2 separate regions of the Anas platyrhynchos genome follow, and region 1 is linked to region 2. A link is a contact called in public Hi-C data. All regions are on one chromosome and are shown on one strand. Each heading gives the region's core, a stretch centred on a gene start, on an enhancer-like site or on the middle of the called end of the contact. The rest is flanking DNA. Distances are from core to core; before and after follow the strand shown.

Region 1 (3,983 bases), core at 406-2,905, 64 kb after region 2:
CTCCTTGCTTTGAGCTGGAGTCTGGAAAGGAATATAACGTATCTGGAACCATGTACCAGGGAAATTGGTCTGTGACTTCGTAGTGGTGGTGTTCCTTTGTGATCCTGGGTCAAGAGTCTGGCAGCAGGTGGCATTAGGAGGAGTCCCTAAACATTAAGAAGGCCACCTGCTTCTTGTCACCTTAAAATGTTGTTTCTGAATGCCTCTGTCTTAACCTCATCCTTACTCTCATCCCTGCTCTTTTTTTTTTTTTTTTTCCTCTTTGGGGAAACAATCATAAAACTCTCAAAGATTTATTTTCTTCGGTGCTCTGCAGTTAGTCAGACTCCTGTCCAGAGACCAAGTTCTTTGGCATATGACAAGCACAAGGAGAGAGGAAGCTAAAATACGACTAATAATAATAAAAAAAAAGTTACTGTCCTAGTTTTGGTCACCATGGCAACAATGATGAAATAGTCTTATTCTCAGTTTTAGAATACCACTCCTGTAGTATCTTTTGGAGGGAATTTGGTAAAGATAAGAAATTTTCTCCTTTAATTCCTTTAACAACTAATTACAGTACTAATTCTGGGTTGAGGGCAGAGAAGAAATAGGGTGGAACTAGCAGGATGGGAGAGGAGATGACAGCAAAGAGCATGTTAGAAATTGTTCCTCTGCAGCTACACTTTGCATCAGGAGATGTTCATCTGATGTGTACAGTGGAGATCCATGCAGAGCACTTTCATCGTGGCCAGGAAGAACAATACAATTACATCTCGAGGACCCTAAGCACAGGGGACAGAGGAAATTTTGAAGGAAGCAGCCTCTCTGTAGGCAGGACCTGGGTATCAGTTTTCATTTCAGTGTGTGTTTTTAACAACTCAGCTAAAACTCATCATGAGACCACTGTCAAAGTGCTTGAGATCAGAAATGGCATCCATGTGATTCGAGTATGCTGCTCTGTTTCTGGGAATCGCTTATCACTTGAGTTGCTTATTTCTACAACTGGGCACTGATTGCACCTATGATCTCCAGATCATCATCTGCTCCCAGTGACAGTGCAGGGTCAGGCAGATCCCTGCTGTGCAGTGTAAATTAGTACATGATTGCGCTTCCTTATAGAAAAGCTAATTTAAGCAAATGCCTTGGAAACACTTCTCATTAACAGCATGAAATCGGTCAGAGTAAATGGGACTCTTATGCCAGCTTTGTGCAAGATTAAGCCTTTTATTGTTTCTAAGAAAGAGAACCAGATACTGTAGGTAGCATTTTCTTGTGTTTGTTCTTACAATCATTATTCACTTGCTCACCTACAGCCTTTTTCCAGCTCACTTACAAGCGATTGATATGAAAACCTGCTTTTTCAGCAGAACAACACTTGCCAGGGTTCAGGAAACGTTCAATAATTGTACATGCATGAAGGAGACAGAAACTTTCCCTCTTTAATGAGAAGTAATGTATACAGAGGTGCTTTCAGCAGCCTCTGAGAAGCCTGGAAAAGCAAGCTGAGCAGGACAGCACCAGACGGTTCCAAATTACCCTTGATGCAAACGAACAGAAAAATAAGGCCAAAATGTGGACTGGCTGGACTGGAAATTAAACCTCTTCTCCAATTCCATGTCATCAGCGTGTTGTTCCTAACCACCAGCTGGGACAGTGTCAGAGATCTGTCCGAGCACAAAGGGCTTGGCAGGGCTTCTCTGTGATCTCAGCATCTGGCTTCTGGGAAAGCCATCACCGTCAGAGAGCTGCTGTGAGGGAGAGGAAAGGATGGAAAGGCTCCAGCAGGGAGACCTGCACTTGTATTTCCAGGAGCGTACTGGCTGGGGATACTGGTGTGGGCTCACCGCTGCCAAACGAGGTGGATCTGTTCTACTGGGTTCCAGCTGCCATCAGTGTATTGCACATCACCTGGGCCTTATGCTGCTGCCTTCACCTAAACATGCGCACACATAATCATGCAAACTGGGCAGAATCAAGCGTTTTAAACAACACTAAACTCCAGTTTTTGCACAGATGACTGTTAAAATGGCTGTTTTCAGGCTCAAACTGTGTTTACAGTCTACTGATGTTTTTACACTTAACTAATGTCTGCAGCCTGACTTCTATCTGTTATATTGGGAAAGGAACATCAGACAACACGTGTGCTGGACTAAAACTGCATCAAAATAAGAGTTTATGAACTCTCTACTAGCATATTTTCCAAAAGTGCAGGAAGCTCTTCCAGAATGAATTGTATCACCTGTTTGGCTTGCTCTTTGTCCAAAATTCTGAGTTTGCACCATTCTTACATTTCCCTTTTTCTGCTGCATTAGGTATAAGTCACTGGCACTCATATCTTCTAACAAACCAGATAGAGGGAAAATGTAGTCTGCCCTATACACTGCAAATAGATTTTATTTCCCTAAAGCTTTCACCTAATTGAGGCCAAGCTGTTTTTATTTTAAGTCAATGAAAAAAAAAATCCCATTCCCTTCATTAAGATCAAAATCTTTTCCCTAGAAGATATCTGAGTAGACTGCATTTCCAGAAACACACTGATCATTGCTCAATAGCAGTTTACACCTCATATAATCATATATAAACTTTTCCAGGTGCTTTCAAACAGAGGCCCGATGACAAAGTGCCACCTGGTGGACAAAATTATTTTTTTTTGCTGTTCCACACCTAATTTCACATACTAAAAAATACCTCCTTCCTTCCAGCAATACCTGAGGTACAGAAGCTCCTGGGAAGAAGACCTAAATAAATTATATATATATACATATATATATATATATTTTTTTTTAGAAGTAGTCAAGGCAGTCATCTACTTTTTCTACCATAACTCCTGCAGTCGTGAAGAACGCTGACAGCTGCAGTAGGAGCTGCTCCTGTAGCAGGCATGCAAAATGCCAAGAATGACAGGGTGTGTAGTGTGAGTGCTGGAAACTCATCTTCCTGAAGAGGAAGCCTTTCCTCCTACTGGCTGTTATCACTGTAGCTACAGAACTGTTTTTTACTTCTGGTGTTTTCCTCTAAGCTTCTGTAGGAGCCTGATTTTTTTGCTACGTTATATATTGCTGCTAGAATGGGGCTTGGAGGAAATGGGGGAACCTGGAGCTTCTGAATGATTTACACTTGTTCGAGCTCAATATACACATGGGTTTCATTTTGTGAACTTAGCCAGGTACAGGAACTGCAGCAGTGAATGGGAAATAGATGTCTGAGGGCTTAGTGTATCTGGATCTGTTACACTGAACAAGTTAAACTCTATTAATCACCATCCCTATGAATGCTTGAACCTCAAAAGCTCTGGAGGAAGATGCACGAAACTCCTCACTGGACATTTATAACACAACCTACCCCAGGGATGTTTCTTTCTAACAATGAGAACTGGTAGATATCTCAAACACGATGGCTGAAGTCCTTCTCTACACCTAATTTTTGATATATTTTTATCTCAATCTATAACCATGTTAAAATGTAGATCCTGATAACATTAAAGGCTGCACTCAATCACTAGTAGAGCTCAACATGAATATTAGTGTCCTTCATCATTGAAAATTCTCTGGTCTCCACTACATTGGGCAACTGTGTGGACATATACATATTAGGATTTCTAAAAATGAATGCCAATAATACTACAGCACACATAACTACCATATTTCTGTATCTATATATAAAGCGTAGTGAAGTTGCACAGTCTTATTTAGATCTTAACCACTAGGCGGTAGTATAAGATTAAGTCATGTAAAAATAACTGGTAGTTTTGTATTTATTTTGTAGCAAGCTTCAAAACATACCTGCTCTGTAAGAAGTTTTGTAAAATATTTCATGCTTTTTTATCAAATCAACAAGACACTTCAAACAACAATACTTCTCACAAAATTCTACAGTGGGTTAAAAGTGCAACAGTTAAGGCCGATTTACCACAAGGACATGGGTACATGAAGACCCCGTCTTTTCCCTCATCTTATCTGTTTGTGATTAGTAAAGTTCAAGGGAGCACTACTGAGAAGAGC
Region 2 (3,744 bases), core at 1,234-3,733:
TTGAGGAGGGACTGTTTCTTTCCCCTTTGAGCAGGAGGCACTTGGCTGCTCTAAGGTCACAACAACTGATTGCAGAACCTGGCTGTGGGTTGCTGCTTGCTCTGTTACGCCTTTCCCAAATGAACTCCTGGAAGTTACCACTGTAATGAGTACCATTAGCTTGAAGTGTCACACGAGCTCTTGCAATACCAAATGCCATTTCCTCTGCCTGATCAAACATTGCCACCTACCGGCCCCCCGTGCAGGTCTGTGCTGGGCGCAACACCGCTGAGAAAGCCACAGTACCATGGAGGGAGAAATCCAGCTGCCAAAAGAGGGTCATCAGCGAGGCACAGAAATTGTGCTCAGCATTTACAAGCTAGTTACCTGTCACACCTAAATCTCTCCTGTTGCACGGTGGCAAACCCAGCCTGAAGCTGTGACACCCACACCTGTGAGTCCAGCCGCGGCAGGGCTGGGCAGAGCTGCAGTAAAATCTCAGCACCACTGAAATCAGGCCAGACCTGCTGTTGATCCAACAGGATAAGGACGCTTCCATGACGTTAAGCTAAACAGCGGAGCAAAATAGCAGGTGTCAGACTGGTCCGGGCTGTTTCTAGTCTCAGGTCTTGCCCTGCACATGGGTCCACAGAACAGCTTTTAGGCAGCAAAAGAAACACAGCTATGAAGAGTGGGATTCCTGGATATCCACACGCCATTATCAATGAGTTCCTGGCTTTTGAGTAGGCTAGGCAGATCACTAACCACTGTGCCACTTGCTCAATGGGCCACAGCAACCAAAAAAAACCAAACAGCCAATCCCAAAAGACCAAAATCTCGCATTGGGCTGCTTTACTGAATGTTCCTAAATCTTGTCAAAGCACTGGGAGGAAGTTTGCAGAAAGGGTTTACACGTTTAGTCGCTTAGAAAGAATTATCTGGAACACAGATATCCAGAGGGAGTCCTTTCACTCACTAACCTAGAATACACTTTCTATGATTCTTATGACCTAACATGAACTGCCCCGAAATAGGAAGAAACCGACTTCCCTTCAGTGACGCTCAGCTTCTCAAAAAGTGATTCTGATTGAAAGCTTATGAGAAAAAGTTAAGAAAAGTTAAGAGTTCCTAGTATTTCTCCATTTTCCGGATTTGCCTGTTTGGGACCTAGACTTACCTGAAGCCTTAGCAATCAGACCAAAGCTGTTAGAAAAACAGCACAACAACCAACCCCAACCACCTCAGTCTTTCAGCCTACCATAGTTGCTCATTACAAACACATAATTAGCCCCAGCAGATAGCCTTGCTAATATGCCACTGATAAGCACACAGACACACCAAATGCAGGAAACCATTATTTTAAAGTTACAAGCAGGGTTTTTCCAGGAACTTCCTTCTCCCTTATTACTGGCAAGGCAATGAACATGGGTGTCTGACACACAGCCAGGCAGAAGGCACCCCGAGAGGAAAGCACGGCTCCAACCCACTTCTGTGTCCACGTCCAGCACTGTCGCTGCAATCCAGTCCCAGTGTCTCGTCTACTATGCCACTCTGGCCAGCTCTGTGGGCTTTGCACTTCTATTCGCAGTTTCACTTCTGAAGGAAATTCAATAATCGAAAAAAAGGAAAAAAAGAGAAGTTAATGCAACATAGGAATGGACTCTAGTACACCGAGTAACTTTTTTTGTAGGCAGTAATTGTGGCTATACCCAGAAAGCCCCAGGAGGACAGAGTGCCGGGGATTTTCTGTTTCAGGGGAAAGGCTGCGATCGTTTTGCTGAAGCTGGCAGCATTTCAGCCAGCGCGAGTCTTAGGGCCGGGAGGAGCGATAAATCCAGTCCCAGACATCTCCTGTATGAAGTCACACAGCGCTGTATCAAATTAAGAAACTAATAAGAAAGACGTAGTTGGCGCGAGGCGAGCTAACGCCATAAAAAAGTGAAATAAACAGGAAGAGCACTGACATACCTCGGCAGCTACAACTGAAGTAACCTCACCGGGAAAGCTCTCTCCCGGCACCGAGGCCTTGTAAAGCGGCTGTATGCGGAAGCAAAGGTCTGGCAGGAATTACAGCAGGCAGCACATGCTGCGCGTTGCACAACGCTGTGCTTTCCAGAAGGCACCGAGCCCTGGTGCGCCAGCACACGCACCCAGCCTGCCTGCCGTGGCCCCGCTGTGCTGGTAAGTGAGCGAGCGGCTTCAGGGAATCGCTTCTGCTCTGCATCTCACGGGCTCCCTGCAAAACCTTGTCGGAGCCCTGCTGGAGGGCGCAGAGGGAGCCAGGCACACGCAGCAGAGCTATCGGGACTGATAAAAGCTCCTACAGGAGTGCGGTAGCGAAAGAACTTAGCAACCTGCAGGTGATTTACCTGTTTATTGAACAAATAAAAGGAGCCCGCAGATGAAATACAGCTCATACGACCCAGCACAGGCATTTAACTGCGTAGGCTCCAGCTCACAGTCCTTACCGGGGCACAGCACCCCGGGCACAGCACTACACATACACAGAGCAGTGCAGGACTGAGACCGACACAAAGCCTTTCGCTCTGTGCCCTGCCTCTCGTTCGTGTGTGGGAGTAATCTTGCTTAATAAGTAAATTGCAGCAGCTGAAAGGCAGGGAATGGCTCGTTTTTCCCACTGCGTGGCTGGGTTGCATCAGAATTTCTAGCGAAATGAATTTTCGGCTCAGCTTGGTTCAGCAGCGAGGAGAGGAGGCAGTGCCACGGAGCTGCTTAGAGCACAGGAAAATAACCGAACGCTTTTTGGTAACAGTGAGCTGTTACTTCAGAATCATGCCTTGTAATTACTACATTTTGTTTGTGTTCAAAGCGTTAATTTTGGAGGTGGGAAGTGAAACTGAAACTACTTATTCTTCTGAAAGCTTAACCTGCCACCTCTGCAGCACACGCTTCTTGCCAGCGGTGTGACCACTGGTTTGAGAAAAGTCCTCGGCGAATGTGACCTTTTCAGATGTCCGACAAAGACCCCAGCCGAAGCTGAGCTCCAGCCGCTTTTCGGAAAATAACAAGACGCCACCAGCACGTGCAGAGCAGAGCCTGGCTGTTCTCAAGGCGTGAAGCCACCGCCACCCCTGGCACCGGAGCTCCCCACCACATCCCGGCCCTCGCGTCCCAGCTGACGGGCACAGGTGAGGAGAGGTCCGGGCCCCCGTGGTGGCCTCGGGTGGTGGGGGAAGTGAAATGGCCTCTGGGGGCTGATGAAGGCCAGCACGGTTTTCAAGAAAGCCTTCTTGAAACCCTCATTCTGCACCACCCCTGCCCCAGGGTTTGTGGTCACTTAAAATGAAAGGTAAATAACAAGATGGATGCTGCTCTTTTTCTTGGTAGGCATGCTGAAGCCTTCTGCTCTGCTCTGCAGAAGCAGATAGGCAGGGTGGTCTGAGCTCTGACCTGAAGGTAGGGGGCTGTGGCTCTTGCCTGTGTTGCTAAACACCCACCTGGGAGCCCTGTGGTTCTCAGGTTAGGTAACCGTGTTTGCGATTCTCAGCGTCACGCCTCTGCATCTAAAAATAGGGATACTGATGCACACTGAAAGAAATGATGTTGAGAGAAGGGAAAATGGTAAAATCATGACAGTTTGACCCAAGTGAAAGTACAGACAACAGCACTGCAGTGGGCTACCTTACAGTTGCAGGAGAAATCTTGATTTTCAGTAGGGAAAGTTTCCTTCTCCAGATAGTATTCTCCAAAACCTTTTTGCTGCCCCATATGATCTAGCAATGAAAAGCTCTTTCAGTATTGATT

Evidence for each region. A called contact is a pair of places that touch in the nucleus more often than the background predicts.
Region 1: a Hi-C map of subcutaneous adipose tissue shows a contact between it and region 2, with 2.1 times the contacts expected there. The contact joins the enhancer-like site here to the promoter of ALPK1 in region 2. A contact is called at or near these places in 3 of 8 Hi-C or Micro-C datasets (F1 follicle, liver and subcutaneous adipose tissue).

The regions. Positions count from the first base shown.
Region 1 is chr4:6,671,111-6,675,093 of IASCAAS_PekinDuck_T2T, forward strand. The region is part of intron 3 of FAM241A (family with sequence similarity 241 member A); the gene reads right to left. Among named protein-coding and RNA genes, the nearest start is that of AP1AR, 39 kb to the left of the region's middle. Within about 2 kb of position 1,656, at least 1 of the 8 cell types and tissues checked has an H3K27ac peak or open chromatin away from gene starts, as enhancers often do. A contact at or near this core is called in subcutaneous adipose tissue, where this site is marked.
Region 2 is chr4:6,606,382-6,610,125 of IASCAAS_PekinDuck_T2T, forward strand. It overlaps ALPK1 (alpha kinase 1), which reads right to left and starts at 2,484. Exons shown (of 15, transcript XM_072036906.1): 1 at 2,349-2,484; 2 at 1,467-1,575. It overlaps TIFA (TRAF interacting protein with forkhead associated domain), which reads left to right and starts at 2,021. Exons shown (of 3, transcript XM_027455794.3): 1 at 2,021-2,160; 2 at 2,862-3,128.